Linked DNA regions of Mus musculus: all the other regions are linked to region 1. The links are chromatin contacts, called in public ChIA-PET and HiChIP or PLAC-seq maps. All regions are on one chromosome and are shown on one strand. Each heading gives the region's core, a stretch centred on a gene start, on an enhancer-like site or on the middle of the called end of the contact. The rest is flanking DNA. Distances are from core to core; before and after follow the strand shown. Region 1 has its middle 3.7 kb from the start of Gm34264. Region 2 has its middle 8.0 kb from the start of Gm34828. Region 3 has its middle 47 kb from the start of Gm34770. Region 4 has its middle 20 kb from the start of Gm34770. Region 5 overlaps Gm51680 (a long non-coding RNA gene). Region 6 has its middle 31 kb from the start of Gm34770.

The links. ChIA-PET counts read pairs in DNA pulled down with a chosen protein or histone mark. HiChIP or PLAC-seq counts read pairs in DNA pulled down with a chosen protein or histone mark.
Region 2: a BATF HiChIP or PLAC-seq map of CD8 T cells shows a contact between it and region 1, with 12 read pairs. The contact joins two enhancer-like sites. A contact is called at or near these places in 1 of 15 datasets of contacts at CTCF or cohesin (large pre-B cells), 4 of 484 Hi-C or Micro-C datasets (CD8 T cells, bone marrow-derived macrophages, liver and 1 more) and 3 of 115 datasets of contacts at active chromatin or transcription factors (CD8 T cells, extraembryonic endoderm stem cells and pancreatic cancer cells).
Region 3: a contact with region 1 is called in a BATF HiChIP or PLAC-seq map of CD8 T cells, with 11 read pairs. The contact joins two enhancer-like sites. A contact is called at or near these places in 1 of 15 datasets of contacts at CTCF or cohesin (large pre-B cells), 2 of 484 Hi-C or Micro-C datasets (the N1E-115 cell line and bone marrow-derived macrophages) and 7 of 115 datasets of contacts at active chromatin or transcription factors (CD8 T cells, bone marrow-derived macrophages, differentiating embryonic stem cells and 4 more).
Region 4: a contact with region 1 is called in an RNA polymerase II ChIA-PET map of memory CD8 T cells, with 208 read pairs. The contact joins two enhancer-like sites. A contact is called at or near these places in 2 of 15 datasets of contacts at CTCF or cohesin (CD8 T cells and large pre-B cells), 2 of 484 Hi-C or Micro-C datasets (the N1E-115 cell line and bone marrow-derived macrophages) and 4 of 115 datasets of contacts at active chromatin or transcription factors (CD8 T cells, differentiating embryonic stem cells, memory CD8 T cells and 1 more).
Region 5: a contact with region 1 is called in an RNA polymerase II ChIA-PET map of memory CD8 T cells, with 47 read pairs. The contact joins two enhancer-like sites. A contact is called at or near these places in 1 of 15 datasets of contacts at CTCF or cohesin (large pre-B cells), 6 of 484 Hi-C or Micro-C datasets (LSK cells, the N1E-115 cell line, Th1 cells and 3 more) and 3 of 115 datasets of contacts at active chromatin or transcription factors (CD8 T cells, Th17 cells and memory CD8 T cells).
Region 6: a contact with region 1 is called in an RNA polymerase II ChIA-PET map of memory CD8 T cells, with 3 times the contacts expected there. The contact joins two enhancer-like sites. A contact is called at or near these places in 3 of 115 datasets of contacts at active chromatin or transcription factors (fibro-adipogenic progenitors, memory CD8 T cells and pancreatic cancer cells).

What each region holds. Positions count from the first base shown.
Region 1 is chr9:61,331,041-61,333,674 of GRCm38.p6, reverse strand. No RefSeq gene overlaps it. Among named protein-coding and RNA genes, the nearest start is that of Gm34264, 3.7 kb to the right of the region's middle. Within about 2 kb of position 1,289, at least 21 of the 459 cell types and tissues checked have an H3K27ac peak or open chromatin away from gene starts, as enhancers often do. A contact at or near this core is called in CD8 T cells, Th1 cells, Th17 cells and 2 more, where this site is marked.
Region 2 is chr9:61,829,097-61,831,730 of GRCm38.p6, reverse strand. No RefSeq gene overlaps it. Among named protein-coding and RNA genes, the nearest start is that of Gm34828, 8.0 kb to the right of the region's middle. Within about 2 kb of position 1,285, at least 19 of the 459 cell types and tissues checked have an H3K27ac peak or open chromatin away from gene starts, as enhancers often do. A contact at or near this core is called in CD8 T cells, where this site is marked.
Region 3 is chr9:61,706,789-61,709,422 of GRCm38.p6, reverse strand. No RefSeq gene overlaps it. Among named protein-coding and RNA genes, the nearest start is that of Gm34770, 47 kb to the right of the region's middle. Within about 2 kb of position 1,327, at least 124 of the 459 cell types and tissues checked have an H3K27ac peak or open chromatin away from gene starts, as enhancers often do. A contact at or near this core is called in CD8 T cells and regulatory T cells, where this site is marked.
Region 4 is chr9:61,679,812-61,682,445 of GRCm38.p6, reverse strand. No RefSeq gene overlaps it. Among named protein-coding and RNA genes, the nearest start is that of Gm34770, 20 kb to the right of the region's middle. Within about 2 kb of position 1,320, at least 110 of the 459 cell types and tissues checked have an H3K27ac peak or open chromatin away from gene starts, as enhancers often do. A contact at or near this core is called in CD8 T cells and memory CD8 T cells, where this site is marked.
Region 5 is chr9:60,998,011-61,000,644 of GRCm38.p6, reverse strand. The region is part of intron 1 of Gm51680 (a long non-coding RNA gene); the gene reads left to right. Among named protein-coding and RNA genes, the nearest start is that of Gm5122, 18 kb to the left of the region's middle. Within about 2 kb of position 1,349, at least 126 of the 459 cell types and tissues checked have an H3K27ac peak or open chromatin away from gene starts, as enhancers often do. A contact at or near this core is called in CD8 T cells, Th1 cells, Th17 cells and 1 more, where this site is marked.
Region 6 is chr9:61,629,225-61,631,858 of GRCm38.p6, reverse strand. No RefSeq gene overlaps it. Among named protein-coding and RNA genes, the nearest start is that of Gm34770, 31 kb to the left of the region's middle. Within about 2 kb of position 1,303, at least 8 of the 459 cell types and tissues checked have an H3K27ac peak or open chromatin away from gene starts, as enhancers often do. A contact at or near this core is called in memory CD8 T cells, where this site is marked.

The DNA.
Region 1 (2,634 bases), core at 40-2,539:
TGGGTAGCCTAGTGACAACCACTGAAACACATTCCTACAGCACACAAGAAGCCAGCCCCTGCATTCAGGTCCCACAGATCTGCAGACCCCGTGTTTCAAGTTCTTTCCACCTCTCTGGTACTGTGTCTGTCCAGTGGCCATCAGTCATTTAGAGACTTTCCAAAGTGACCATTGCCTGCCAAGCCTAGTAGGACTCTCCAACTACTGCTACTGAGAACGTCACTGTTCCCACAGTTCTCAAAAAATGAAGTATGACGGTGAAAACTGCTGGAGCTACGTGCAACACATGCACATACAGTCTGCTTTGATTCCTTCACCCTGGAGCTCTTAGGTGTCATGCAACAGGAAGTTAGGCTGATCCAGACAAGAAGGGAAGAAGCTGGAGAAGTGCTGGCCCCTGAGCAGCTGTGGTGGTGGGGGAGTCCACCCTCATCTTCCCCATCTTTGCTTAAGAGTCCGTTGGTTCTGTACTTTATCCCTGGCCTTAGCAGGGCAGTGGGAGGTAGGGAGCCTGTTTTCCTCTCACCCCAGTGAGCCACAGCCTTCACAGCAGCTCAGAGGACCTGGTGTCACTGGGGGAGTGGAATGGGAGACTAGAGACTCAGAGATGTCACTGTCTACTTAACACTGCCTCACCCAGGCTGAGGGTAGGGAGAGGAGTTGAGTTGCTTCTCACTTAAGATTCTTAGGGTCATAAGTAACAGAAATTAGTTCAAGTTAACTTTATCATGAAAGGAGCTTTGGCCCAGTGAAACACAAACTCATGGAACTCAAGGCCCTATGAAGATCCATTAGTAACCACTGCCTCCCTTGGCCTGTCTCCTTAACCCTGCCTCTCCAGCCAGCTTCCCTGCTGATTGAATAAGTCTCTCCTCTGAGCTGTCTTTCCAGATGACTGTTTGACTGTCTGCCCTTCGTGCCCATATACCTGGAACACTTCCAGCCCACAGTGCCTTCATTTACATTTCCCCAGGTCTGAGAAAACAGCCTGTTTGGCTGCCTGACTCTCAAACTCAATTACACATTTCCCAAAGATTGGAGTTGCTGTGCTTGGGTGTGACAATCACCTTCGCTCCAACCAACAGCGGGCTGACGGGCAGAGGCAGTGTAAAGATGGCAGCCAAGGAGCCTGGGGCTGGGTGAGAACCCCTGATCCTGGGCAATGGGAACCCAGGAGAGAAGAGAGAGAGAAAACCAAGACTGAAATGCTGACTCAAAGCAAGAGTGTCTCTAAAACCACAGAAAGTCAGTGACCAGAAATATGGATCAGAGCAAGGAACAGGAAAGTGAAAGAATCAGGTTGGGGGCAAACAGGAAGCCGCAGCCCTCTTCGAGAACTCAGTAATGTACTGAGCCTTAGCAGTTACGCTGGGCTGAAATGTGGAGCTGGGTCAGCCTGGCTTCATAAGCCACACAGGGAGCTGACATTTACAATGGAGCTGGAGAAAATTGGAAATTAATTCTTACCATTCTCAAAGTAATATAAATAAATCTAAATGGCTTGGGATGCAAACTAGCCGGCCCCTGCTTCCGAGTGCACACCCCTCCATTACTCTCCCAGGAAAGCAGTTTCACAGGCCTTAGCCTCGGCCTCAGTCATAGAGCCAATTCTTTGTTCTACGTTTCTTTCCTTTTGTATAGTGTGTGTGTGTGTGTGTGTGTGTGTGTGTGTGTGTGTGTGTGTGAGCGCCTACAAGTGCACATACAGTGCAACACTGTTGAGGTTAGAGGACCATTTGGGTAGGTCCCAGGGATGGAACTCAGACATCAGATTTACTAGCAAGTGCCTTTACCTACTGAGCCTGTCTATAGGCCAGATTCTCTTCTTCTCTTCTCTTCTCTTCTCTTCTCTTCTCTTCTCTTCTCTTCTCTTCTCTTCTCTTCTCTTCTCTTCTCTTCTCTTCTCTCCTCTCCTCTCCTCTCCTCTCCTCTCCTCTCCTCTCCTCTCCTCTCCTCTCCTCTCCTCTTCTCTTCTCTTCTCTCCACCCCTCTCCCTGTTTTTTGGGACAGGGTTTATTTGTGTAGCCTTGGCTATCCTGAAACTCCCTCTGTAGATCAGGCTGGCCTGGAACTCACAGATCGGCCTGCCTCAGGCCTGGCCAAGTGCTGGGACCAAGGGTGTGTGCCACTGCTGTCCAGTTGCAGGCATTGTGTGGTGAGGGACTGGGTCTGACCCCAGGTGCCGTCTCCCATTCATGTTTCTATGCTTCTAAAGGCCCTGCTGTGAGGCTGCCCCCATGACCTATTGACCTCTTGCTTTGGTCACTGAGGACTTCACTACTGTCCCTGCTCAGAAGCTCCCACCTGGTGCTGTCTGTTACAGTCTTGGACTGTGTTTACATTACCATGGCTGTGACAACACCGGTACCCCTCGACTAAGATTCTGTTCCCTCTGGGAAGTCATGATCAGTTTGGTTTTCCTTGATATGACATCTCTTCGCCTCTGTCATCTGCTCAGTTTTCTCTGCTCTAAGACCCGCACGAAATGTCTACCAATATTGCTTTCTAAATGTCTAAAGCAACACCCTGGATAATATTCAAATTTTGCCTCCAAGCCTCCCCCACCTCATCCCTCGGTTGTACTTCTGCGGCTGTTACTGGTAATCAGGGTGTGGGCCGGGTGTTTTCAGGTTC
Region 2 (2,634 bases), core at 36-2,535, 500 kb before region 1:
ATGCTACGGTGACTGGTGGTTTAGTCAGACACCAGCCAAGGTATCACAAAATATTTTATGTCCGAGACTAACATTTAAATCAATCAAGCCCACTGCCTGTTTCTGTCTAGGTGATTAGAAATCCAGTGGATTCCAGGCCGATGTTGTGAAGTTGAACTAGAGACTGTGATCTAGAGCCGAGGAGCCCCTCTCTTTGGCTTCTCTGGGGGCATATTGGTTGATGAAGAGTTGTCTTGAGCTGCACTTTATTCCAGGGACATCCTACCCATGGCCCAGGCATTGCTAGACCAGGCCTATGGTTATTTTGAGTGGCAGCAGGCAGAATGACATCATCTACAGAGTTCGTGATTGAGAATCATGCACTCAAGTTACAAAAATTGCAACAGAAACCACTTCATAGTATTTTAAGTAAGTTTAAAGTTTTGTCTTGGGCCAAATTCCCATATATTCTGGCCTGTACTTGCTGTCAGGTGGGTTAGACACTCCCGGCTATGTCATCTCGTCCCAAAAGCTTTAGGCACTGGTCAGCTCTGCAGACAGTGGACAGGGGACAGTTCACAACAGTTTCCCCTTCTCCCTTTCGACCTCCTTCTTTCTCTTTATATGTATATTCATGAGCGCGCGCGCACGCACACACACACACACACACACACACACAGACAGAGAGAGAGAGAGAGAGAGAGAGAGAGAGAGAGAGAGAGGAGAGAGAGGCATGTGTCTTTGTATGTGGCTCTCCATACCTAGCCATACATCTCTAGCTATTTTACTTCTGTGTTCTTTGACTCTTGGGGATCCTAAGTAGGGCAGAATTAGGGAGGCTATTGTCCTTGTGAGTAGTGATGACCTTGAACTACAAGTTGGGGACACTGGAAGCAGCCTCTGCAGAGAGACAGTCCATGATGGAGAGGAGCCTGTCTTACTAGCAGCTCTTTTCTGATCAGGGTCTCCCTAGGCATCCCAGATTGGCTGGAACTTGGGATCCTCCTGCCTCAGCCTCTCTGGGTGTGGGATTACAGATGTGCACTACCATGCTGGCTCACTAGCAAGCCATTCCTCTAGGTGGTCTGTCAACAAGACACACCCTGCTGATCTACCCCTGGCAGCGGTATCATGCTTTTTTGGATCCCCTTGGAAAATGGATGGAGGGGCTGTTATAAACTGGGACAACCCAATGGGGGCAGGTGCCATTCCCCAGTCTCCCCTGCCAGCCTTGGTGCCATCCTCCAGCTATGGTGCAGGAGTGTCAAACAGTAGAGGGCACCAGAGGCCTGTCTCTGCTGTGACAGCCTGTTTTGGTGGCATCAGGCATGTGTGGGCGAAGGTGGTGCGGCTGCTGTAGGAGGTGGTACTCTGTCGTAAACAGGGAGAGCTCCGGATTGCTGCTGTGCCTTTTTAACTGTAGTTTCATATGGCTGTATGAGGCCAACTACATCCAGTGGGCTACAGAGAGCACCTGGGACCAGGACCTGGGGGTGTGACGCGCCTTGGCTTCTCAGGAGTGGGTCTTACATGATTAGGTGCTTTTTCTCTCGGTCAGCTCTGCATTTCACTGCTGTGCGTCAAACCTGGGAGGGCAAGCTAGGAGCCAGGACAAAGCACAGTGGGGCGCAGTGTACCAACAGCCAGGCTGCATGGCCCAAAGTGATGAGGCTGTCCCCAGACTTCTTCTCTCCAGTACCTTGAGTTTCACCATCACACTTCTGCCCACTGGCTGCCCTACTCCCACCTCTCTACTCTGCACAATGTTCTGGTTTCAGGAAGAAGGGAAGGATGGAGGTTGGGGAGGGCGGCGACTGACAGTAACAGTTTTCACGGACAGATGCGCCTGGGGGTGGGGTGATGCAGGGGTGGTGCCATGTGGGATGGAGAGCTTCATCCTTGCTCTGCTTTGAACTGGTGTTCCGTTCCAGCAGCTGCATGTATGCTCTGCTGAGCCTTTCCTTTCCAGAGCTTCGGTTTCCGTCTCTGTAAAAAGGGGCTCAGGTGATCTGGGGTTCTCATCTGGTCCTTGTACCTTGAGGTCCATGTGTTGAGGATCAGGCTCAGGGAGGCACTTTGGTCTTGGGGAAGGGATGGGAAGGAAACAGACTCTGAGAGTTGTTAGCTGGCTGTGCTGTTCTGCCAGGAGTTGTTCCAGCCTCTGCTCCTGTTTGATCTCCTTTGGTGTTGGCACGTGGTCATGATTGACACATCTCCAGATCACACAAGACCAAGGTCAGGTGAAATCTGTCACCTCTAGCCCTGCTTGGCTCTCTAGGAAGAGAGGTTGTTAGTGACACCAAATTTCCCACACTCCCTATCTGTCTTCTGTAGGTCACTGTCCTTTACTTCCCGGCTGTGACCCCTCCCACATGGGCAGATGATCTGTCCTCCAGAATGTCAGGCATGATCTGTGGGCAGTCACCTAGGGATGGATTGGGGCGGGACATGGAACTGTTCCTTGGCACTCAGCTGTGGGGTACTTCTTTTTGGAATGACTTTGTTGTCCCTCCTCTAGGATGGCCAACTCCTGAGGCTCCAACCTCTTCATAAGGCTACTCCTGGGTGGGACTGGCTAGAGATGCAAGTCTTCCTCAGTCCTTCAGTCTATTTACCTTGGCTCAAGCTCTGGATGCTTGGGGATGTAGTAGGGAG
Region 3 (2,634 bases), core at 78-2,577, 380 kb before region 1:
AGTTTGCTCACCAAGCCTGGAACTGATCCACGTTGAGTGACAAGCAGCACCCAGCATTCGCTTGGGAGAAGCTGACGTTATTGATGTCTGATTCGGTCCTCTTGTTTTTAGGAGTAAGGAACTTAAGGTGGTGTTTAAATGGATGATTTAGTCCTGGATGGTTGCAGGGACTTGGATTTTCATCTTTTCTCATGTAGGGTGTGTGTGGAAAGAAGGTAGAAGGAACACTTGCTGTCTTGGTGGAACTGAGACAAAGAAAAAGGTAGGCTCTATGAGGACCCCCTCCAAAGTCCTGAGCTTCCAGGGAGGCTAGACTCATTACCCCCGACCTGATCTGATGTCAGAGAGCCTAGCGACTCCCCTGAGGCCCTTACTCATAGGTAAAGAGCTGGAATTTGAGCTCTGGTCCATTGGAATGAAGCTTTGTTGCCCTTCTCTGCTTGGGGCGGGGGGGGGGGGAGTCAGGCCAAAGAGTCAAAACTGATTCCACTAGCTGTGACATGGTGAGGGTAGGCAAGCTGTCCATGCCTCTCTTGAGGACATAAGGGTAGCTACTTAGGGGTCATATGGGTGGGGTGCGGTATCTGAAGGGGGGGGGGTCAGCTGGACTTTCCCCTGGGCCACTGGGAATCAAGGGAATCTCTTGAAGTTTGGTCTGTTGCTTTTTATTGTAATGATAAATTCTATACACAAAGGTCAAGGCCAATGAGTGATTTCTCATGTTTATAAGCTGGTCCCCAAATAAGGAACCAGGGCTAGATTCTGGAAGAATTAGAATCTAATATTAAATGGATGAGGAGCTAGTCACAAGGCCACAGTCAAAATGATCAGAGGAGTCTCACTACACCAGTCTGGATGGGGTCTGTAGTGGATGTCAAAGGGCTCTTTAGTCAATACCATTTTCAATGATTAGAATGGATTTCAGATGGGGAGGAGAGATGAATGTGTGTGAGCCTCTCTTGTGGTGTCTAGTGAAAGTCATTCCTTTAGCTCCGCACAGTCTGCCTGTGTCATTCATCCACAGACCATGGAATGAAAGCAGAGAGAGGGTAAGTGCTTGCCCAGGCTAGTAGACAATGAAAAGGTGTGGGTTCAAAAGTAGAAACCCCCAATTCTCACCTGACACTAAACTGCCCTACTTCTGAGTGATAGGTGGGCAGGCGAGGGTGGATGACAAGTGGCAGATTGGATCACCAAAGGCCTGACATTAACACTGGGCCAAAATGGCTACCCCTGGAGATGAAAGGTGACAGCGACCTCTACACATGCACTGCTCTAACACACACACCAGATGCAGACAGGATGTGGTGTGGCTGGGTCAACAGCACTGGTAAAATCATGTTGGGTTTTAGAGGGCCGGAAGCATCAGATGAGTCAGTAGTGGCGTGCGGCAACCAACAAAGCTGTTGTCACTGTCACTTCCCTGAGATAAGGCACTTAGAGTGAGACGGAGACCCTCCTAGTCTGCTTGGGTCCTGAGAGTACCTTCCAGGCCTGGAAACCTCTGTGTTGGGGGTGGGGGGGAAGGAAGGCAGCCTTCCGGGGCCCAGGAAGCTAAGGTAATGGCCTGCTGTTAACAACTTTCACTTCTCTCGCCTGCCATCCCTGTGCAGTTACAGCCACTTCCTGATGCCATTAGCCTTACATGCTTGCTTACGGCAAACACTATCTATGCACATGGTTTTGATTTTTTTTTAAATTGCTATAACTGGAGTACACACAGGGGTTTCTTGTGACCCACTTTTGACATGAAAATACATTCCAGGAAGCACTAAAAGTAACTGAAAGGAAGTAAAGGCCACCATGGTCTTCATGCACACCACTCACAAAGATGAGACACAGTGGGCTCTCTGCTAGTTTCTCCTCCTCATATGATATTCAGATCTCTTCTTGAAATAGCCAGTGTTCAGACACCCAGCCCCCTCTTGGCATCCAGCCACCCTGACACGTTTTGTCTTTGGTTCTTCTTGTCTCCACCATATGGATGGGTTAAGTGCTTTATCCTTTCCCATCCCTATCATATGGGAGAGCTGATGTTTGGTCCTTCCCCTTCTCCGTCACATGGATGGGTTAAGGTTTGGTCCTCCCCCTTCCCCATCATATGGATGAGTTAATGTTTGCTCCTTCTCTGTCTCACCATGTGGATGGGTTGATGTCTACCTTTTCCCCGGAACTTTTCCTTCTTTAGCTCATTCCTATTTAGTTTTCTTCTCGCATTTCCAAATCACTCCCTGCCAATGACAGCTCAAGCTCTAATCTCTAATTGAGAAAGTCAGAGGCCCCTCTCCCTCCAGGTTCTAGTTCTGTTCATGGCTCCCTAAACACCCCCCAAACTGAGTTGTGTGAGATGGACCCTGAGACCCAAGGAAGATGTAGAAGAGGGGTTGTGATGGGTAGTGGCAAATGGGAAAGATGCTGGAGAGACCGGGGACGTTCTACTCATCAGCCTGATATTTATCATGTTAGCTCCCAGGACTTGGAGTGGAGAGCCTGGCCACCCGAGACATGGCTCCTTAATTTGACTCTTGCTTCTGTATGACATACTCTGAGAGTTGATAGGACAATGGTTCTCAACCTCTTTGGAGTTAAATGACCCTTTCACAGGGTCACACATCAGATATCCTGCATATCAGA
Region 4 (2,634 bases), core at 71-2,570, 350 kb before region 1:
TCGTTCATTTCCATCTCCAGCACTCAGCAGAACTCTGGGAGGCCAACCTTTCAAGGGCCAGCAGCACACACTCCTCAGTGCTCCTTCTTAGGCCACTCTGAGTTCCTAATATGGCATCAGTCATCCCAAGAGGAGCTCTAGGAGGCACCAGAAACTCTGGGCATTGCTACTGTGGTACCTGCAGGTGATCCTGGCTCTGCTGCTGCTGCTGGAGCAGAGGAGGCTGGCTGTGTGCTGCTTGCTTTCCTCCAGCTTGCTGTATTTTGTGTGTGTGTGTGTGTGTGTGTGTGTGTGTGTGAGGGGTGTACCTATTGTTTTCTTATGTCTGGGGAAGACCAGGAAGGACAGTTGTTTCTCTTTTACACATACACACACACACACACACACACACACACACACACACACACACAGAGAGAGAGAGACAGAGAGACAGAGAGACAGAGAGACAGAGAGACAGAGAGAGACAGAGACAGACAGAGACAGACAGAGACAGAGACAGAGAGACAGAGAAGAGAGATGGGGTGGGGTGGGGGACAGGGAGGAGTGGGGGTTAGAGGAAGAATTGGGGATGGGGTGGAGAGGTGGGGCATATTTCTGAGTCAGTTGCAGATCTGGACCCCTTGAGACAGCAAAATAATCAAAAGAGTTTCTGGGCATTCCCCGAGTCTCCAGCCTTCATCTCTGCAGCCGTTGGCTGAGCCCTAATATATGCCAAGCACTCAAACCTTTTAAACCTTGTGGCCCTATGCTGAAAGAGGAGTTGTTGTTATTCTCAGGAAACGAAGGCCTGGGCTTGAAACATCCACAAAATACCAAGGCCTCCAGTTTACAGGTGGAGGAGCCTCAACTCAGATCTGGCTACCACGGTAGACATCTGTGCTCCAGTTCCTGAGGAAGAGGAGCCCTTCTCGCTGAGTGTGAGCTGAATGTGGTCTCACCTGCTTCACACCTTATCTGAAGTTGCACAATGCTATTTGTCCCCAGCCATGTCAGTAGCTTTCCTGAAAGTGCCCAACCCCAACCTACTCTCCTCCCCCCCCGCCCCCCCCGCCCCCCCCCACCCCCACCCCCACCCCCACCCCACCCCCACCCCCGTCTCCTTCCAAGACTTCTGGGGATGCATTGTACCAGTGACTCTCCACCAAGGTCCTGGGAGGCTGTGTGGCAAGCTGATGTTCCCCGGCTGATTCTGGTTTTGTTTTTGTTTTTAGGTTTTTTTTTTTTTTTCTGGCCTGCTTCCTGCCACAAACTCTCTCTCCCTAGAAACCATCAAGTTGAGGCCCCTCCCTCACCCTAGAAGTAGCTCAGATGTGGAGAGCGTACTTCCTCATCTCAGGCTGTGGGGTTGCCTCCCTGTCTCTGTCTCTAGGGCACAGAATGCACACTGGACCCAGAACGTGGAAACATAGGGCTTCTCTTCCATTCACGACTGCTGTGGCGTTGTTGCCCTTACTGGCTGAGTCCTTGCTCCGGGGTGTCCCTGGGGACAGACACAAAGCCAAATGTGGAAAAGGAGTAAGCTCTTCCTCTGTCTAGCCTCCCCACTTTAGAGATGAGATCAGAAGGAGAGAAAGAATTGACCCAGTCTATAAGCCTGCATAGACATTACAGACACAGCTGAGACTGGGTAACGCCGCAGGGGCTGCAGTTGTCTGCAGACGAGAGACTGACAACCTGGGATCCTTGCACAGCAGGCAGGCGTGGGCCAGTTCACTGGAGCAACATCATAAGCTCCCCAAGGGGATGGGGAATCCGATGGAAAGGAGCTTAGTAGCTTCAGCACCTAAAACTAAGAACTGTGGTCTCTAAGGCTCCTTGCATCTGGGATAATGGGGAATGCCTGCCAGCGGTAGAGAGAGCCTTCTGCACAAAGAGGGCTACTGGCCGTCAACCAGTATGCCCTCTGAAGTGAAGGGCTGGACCCCTTCAAAAGTCACCTCTATTATGTTATCATTGAAGTTAGTGTATGTGGACGCACATTCTGTAGTGTGTGTGTGTGTGTGTGTGTGTGTGTGTGTGTGTGTGTAGGCAGAGACAATGTTGTGGAGTTGGTTTTCTCCTGCTACCTTTACATGAGTTCCAGGGGTGGGCGTTTGGTCATCAGGCCATGTCAGGGTAAACTCCATTCACTAGCTGAGTCACTGCCTCAGCCCGGGTCTGAGCCTCTTAATATACCCTGTGGGTTCAGTGTCTGAGTCCATGAGGGGTCCCTACATAGAGAGAATCTCAGGCCTAGGAGATGGGTATAGAACATTGCAGAAGCTCAGCAGGAATTGGTGCCAGAGCCATCTTGGTTTGGTTCAAGGACTGTGGCCTATACACCTCTGTGTCCTTGGGATCTTGGAGAATGGAGTCCAGTGGTCCTGTCTCGTGAGGTGAACAGATCTGTCATTTCATTCTGGCCTCTCCTCTACTTGGCTGTGTCCATGGGTGTGTGACCTGTCACCTGAGTGGGGTTTTGCACTCCCATCCTGGCAGCAGCAACTCCGCCCCTGTGAGGTCTTATGCAGATACGTGACGCTCTTGACCTGAAGCTGAGGGCGGAAGTGGTTTGAATCCCACATCTTGATTTACTGGGTGGGGTAGTCACCCTTCACCGTTGCTTTTTCAGTCCAGACTGGATGTGGTTTTCTT
Region 5 (2,634 bases), core at 100-2,599, 330 kb after region 1:
ACTCGCACACACACACACACACACACGCACACACACGCACACACACACGCACACACACCACACCTGCCTGCACGCACGCAGGTTCCCACTGCAGAACACTCTTAGGCTAGGAACATGGCAGGTGTATGAACTCCCTGTGGGAGGTGCTGGGAAGGAGGATAACATCCTTGCAGGCCTCTTCCCCGCCCCTCCCTCCTTCCCCAGCCTGGTGCATCTCCTTGACTCCTCAGCCTCAGCATCAAAGATTCATCAAAGCTGAGACCCAGCAAAGCGTGTGCTTCACATCTTTAAACGCGCTTCTTCCCAATGAAAAATTCAGTGGAAAAGGCAGGAAATTGAAGGGGGTTCAAAGAGGAATCAGAGAGGGAAGGGAGGCTTCAGAAAGGAACCGGGGGCGGGGGGGGGGGGAGATGAGCAGCTCTCTCTGTTATGGCGGCACTGAAGCCACAGTACATTTACCAAGCATCTGCCTCACTTGAGGCACAGGGCAGGCACACAAGTGGGTCCTTCATATGGCAGCATGGGCGGAGGAGCACCGTGCAATTCTGGGAAAGCCATTCCGAGATCACAGAGACGGTTCTGCAGAAGAAACAGATTGGCTCCTGGGTATGGGGAGTGTAGAGTTCAGGAGGTGTGAGCCTCAAACATTCTAGAGTCTAGATTACTCATGTCCGCACCGGAGTTTAGTGCCTGCCCTTTCTATCACCTGGTAAAGGAGGAACATGCTGTGTGTGTGTGTGTGTGTGTGTGTGTGTGTGTGTGTGTGTGTGTGTATGAGAGAGAGAGAGAGAGAGAGAGAGAGAGAGAGAGAGAGAGAGAGAGAGAGAAATATATATAGACAGACAGACAGAGAAAGAGACAGATACAGAAAGAAATAGGGAGGGACAGAGAGGCTGAGAGACAGAGAGAACTGAGGCATGCATGCATGCACACGCACGCACACGCACACACACACAGAGACGGAGAGACAGAGAGGCAGAACAGAAACTGAGAGAGATCTGGTGTTGTGGGAATCAGAGCAGGGATCATTTCCAGCAGGAAACTGGGGTACCCTTACTAGAGAAGAAAACAGTGTTCCACATAATAGAAGACGAGCAAGCATTCAGGAGAGGAGGCAGGCCACCTGACATATGAACAGAGACCATGCAGCTAAGGTGCCCAGACCTCCTGGCAAAGGGCAATGTATGTCTGGCCTGTAGGGGGAGCTGGCTCCAGGGAACAGGAGGACGACTAGACTCGGATGACGCCATCGAACCACCCCCACCCCAACCCCCATCAAGGAAGGCCATGTGTCTGCAGGGGTTGAGGGAGCTCGGGTGCTTGTTCATCTCAACCCTCAGTGACTTGTCACCTATTATGAGTCATAGCTGCCCTCAAACCTCAGTTTCCTGATCTGCAAATGAAGATACCAGTCAGTCATCTAAAACTTCCTCTTCTGGCTCATTTGATTCTGGCAGCTTGGTTCTGTTGCCCATGTGAGGGAGGGGCAGGAAGCTCAGAACGACAAGATCTAACCATGGCTTCCCCATTCTCCCAAAGGGCACCCCATCACTACCCACAGCCCCCTCATGTCAAACCAGTCTCTGGTTACCAGTATCCTGTGGATGGAGGAGCCTCAGACATATGCCAGGAAGCTGTCCTAGGTCCCAGGCTCCTCCTTTCTCTATGCTGGAACATCATCCACTCTGGCCCTGCAGATGAGCAGGAAATGTCCATGCCTAAGGTAGGCAACCCAAGAGCCCTCACCAACCTGGGGTTGAGCTCAGATTCACAGGCTGCGGACCTCACCCTACTCTCTACTGGCAACGTTCAAGGTCAGACGGAACCTGATGGTAAATTTCCACATCCTGGCCAGACCTAGTGGCCCTTGAGAAGAAACCAGAGCAGAACTTACTTGTGAAATAGCAACTGACACCTAGGTAGAGTTGGCAGGTGTCAGCTGCTATGTGATATACCTACCTCCCACCCCCTACCTCCACCCCCACCCCCACTCTTCTGTGGGAAGCATGCTGACTGCCCAGCTCAGCTCTGGTACAGCACAGCAAAGTGGCTTGTGGCTTGGGCTTTGGGGTCAGAGGTGTGGTTGGGATTGCCAGCTCAACAGTTTGCTAGCTAGATGATGTTAACCTTAAATGGCTTTTCTTGTCTTTGCTGAGCCTCAGTGTTCCCACCTGTAAGACTGGAGTATGACCGTAAAGATCAAATGTGACCATGATCTTACAGAACAGGGTTCTAATAGCCATCAGCTGATAGTAGAATTGTTGCTGAGGCAGCTCAGCAGTTTGTAGCTAACCAACCAAGTGGGCTGGTTCAACTTGACTCCTTGAAGCTGTGTGGCTGGCCCCACCCAGAGTTTCAAAGCTTGATGATTCCACAGTGCCCTCTTCCTGCTTAGTGGGGCCATTACCACCATCAACGCCGTCCTGAAGATAGCAAGCCTTCCATTTCTGCCCTCTGCAGTCCTGGCCCTAGAACATGGCTCCCAAAATACAATACCACAACACTATCAACAGATGGCCCCTCCCTGAAGGTGTTGAGGTTGTCAAGGGTCTCCCTCCTCCCCCCTCCCTCATCTGTCTGTCTCTCTCTGTCTCTGTCTCTCTCTGTCTCTGTGTGTGTATCTGTCTGTCTCTC
Region 6 (2,634 bases), core at 54-2,553, 300 kb before region 1:
CAGTGATGTTAATTATGAAATCAATCTGCACATGCATGATTTATGGGCCTTTGACTTTAAAGAGAGAAGGAGAGAGAGGGAAAAAAAAACCTCAGCCGCCTTTTTTATTTATGCTTACTGCCCTCTGAAGGAATTCATAAGAGAGATACCACAGAAGGTTCCAGAGCTTCTTAGAAGTTTAACGTCCCTTTCAGTGACTTTTATGCTTTTGCTTACATCAATCAGCTAAATATTTATTGAATTCTCAATTGACTAGCACAGAGCAGGGGGTGCAGGATGGGGTTGGGAGCGGGGGCTCAAGATGAGTCACAGTGACACGTTATGTAGCTTGGGGGACCTTGGAGAAAGCAGAGCTTACTTACCTCCCTCATTTTGAAAAAAAAAAAAAAGGCAAGTGAGGCCAGAAATAAATTGTCAGAATTCAGAATTGCACCGTGAGTCAGGTTTGTCCTGATGGCTCAGCTGGTTGCTTTTCTTATACCCCGACCATCGATGGCGGAATTTGCCGGTTGCAAGAGCAGTACAGAAAGTGTGTTTGTAGTGTAGGAGCAGCTAAGCCGAGCATCTGTGTGCATCATGGGGAACCATCCAGGAAGCTGTTGGCTCCTGATGCATACTGGGGGCGGGAGGGGACAGACATTGTCTTCAATCCTGTAGCCATCTGGTTCCAATGGATAATTTCACACCCATGTTCCTGTATGTAGATAGCCCTGGTTCAATTCAACTAGTCACAAGCTGAAGCAAAATGGCTAGAAGGGAGATGAGGAAGGGTGGGAGGGGTGGGGAGAGGATCAGAGTTAGAAGTGAGAGTCATCAGAACACATTATATCCAGGTATGCAATTATTGGAGGATACATTACATTTAAAGTAAATACATAAAGCTAAATTCCCATTTGAAATCAAGTCCAGTGCCTTGCCTCTTAAACTTTAGAGTACCTGGTGATCATGAAGAATTAGGTAAAAGTGCAAGGCCTGACTGATCCTCAGAGATTTGGGCTTCAGGGTATGGGCGATCTAGAGAACACCTTGTTCCCGTGAGTTATCACAATGACTGTTTTGTTAGAGATTCGAAGTGGGCCCTGAACATTGTGCTTTTCCTTGGGACTCACATTCTTGCCGCAGCACTGTGCACGCCACATGCTGGCCGGATTCCTCCATCACTCCATGTTAGTTACTGTTCTTGTTGCTACAACAAAATACCCAACAAAAGCCATTTAAGGAGGAAGGGTTTATTTTGGGCTCTATCCGAGGCGTGATAACAAGAGGTGAGGCAGGTGGGTGGTCACACTGCATCTGCAGTCAGCAAGCAGAGATGAACCCTAGGGCTGGGCTCAAGGTGTGGTTCTGTGGTCTGCCTCACTGCTAGGGTGTAAGAACTCCACTGGGCAGATAAAACTAGAAGCGATCGCGGCTTAGGGGGTGAGGAAATGCAGCCTAAAATGTGGGAGGCTGAAGCTGGGGTTCCCTGACTCCCGGGAATCCAGATGCCACTGGAAACCTCAAGGATAAGTTGGGAACGGAGAGGGCCTGAGGGCCTGTGGGGAGGCCGGGGACGGTGGTTCCTAAACTCCTGGACATCCAGACATCACTAGGTCTCTGTGAGTTGGGAACAGAGCTGGGTCCTCTGGCTTTCATAAGCGATTGTCCTTAGGTTAGTGGCCATTGTCTAGGAGCGTGGAGGGGCCTTCTGTGGAAGACTTGGTGCAGTTCTATGGGCAAAGGCTTTCTCCATGCTCCCCATAATGGTTCTTGATGAGAGAGACAGTCCTTGGTTCCAAACCATTTATTGATTGTTTATCGTGGAATATGGGTGCATACCACCTGTTCAGGGTGAATCAGAGGTTAAATACCTTTTGCAGGAAGGAATATCCGGCAAGGGAAGCTTATTGGCTAAGCCTTCAGAACCTCTAGATACCTCATTAGCGTGGAGAATTCTTGTTCTGATCTAAGGGACCATAGGTCACATTTCTATGTAGGGGATGGTGGTGGTCACGTGACAGGGACCTGGTCGGAAGCAGATGAAGCTCCTACCGTTCTCTCAGAGGTGGTTTCCAATCCACGCAACCTTACCAAGTTTCCTGGCACGGTCCACCACCCCACATCACGGTCTCCTTTTTATTGCATCCCTAGCCACATCCCATGGAATGGTGCTACCCCACAGTACCCATCAGTCTAGAACCCCTCACAGACATGCTTACAGATCTGTCTATGGGGATTCTAGAGCCTGTCAGGTTGATGGTATCAACTACCATGCCATCCCATATATCTTCCCTGTTCTGTTTCTAGGAATGTGTTTGAGCAGAGGATTCTGGGGACATTCTTTCTGGTTTCCATCCTTCTCTGTGCAGAGGTTTCTCCCTCTTCTGACACCCATTTCTCTTCTACGCATCCCTTGGCAGGACAGAAGCCTGGAGGCTTCAGCAGCCGCGTGGCGCTGTCTCTACATTCTGTGCCTCATCACCGGAGCCCTCCCTACCATCTACAACCTGGGGTTTTCACATAGAGCTTCCCCAGTCTCCTCACGGCCTTTTCTCTGTTTCTGGAGCCCCACATCCTACCCTGTTCCCTTCCTTTCCCTTTTTAAAAGTCCATGATTTATTTATCATCTACATTTTTCATCTGCTTTCAAATATT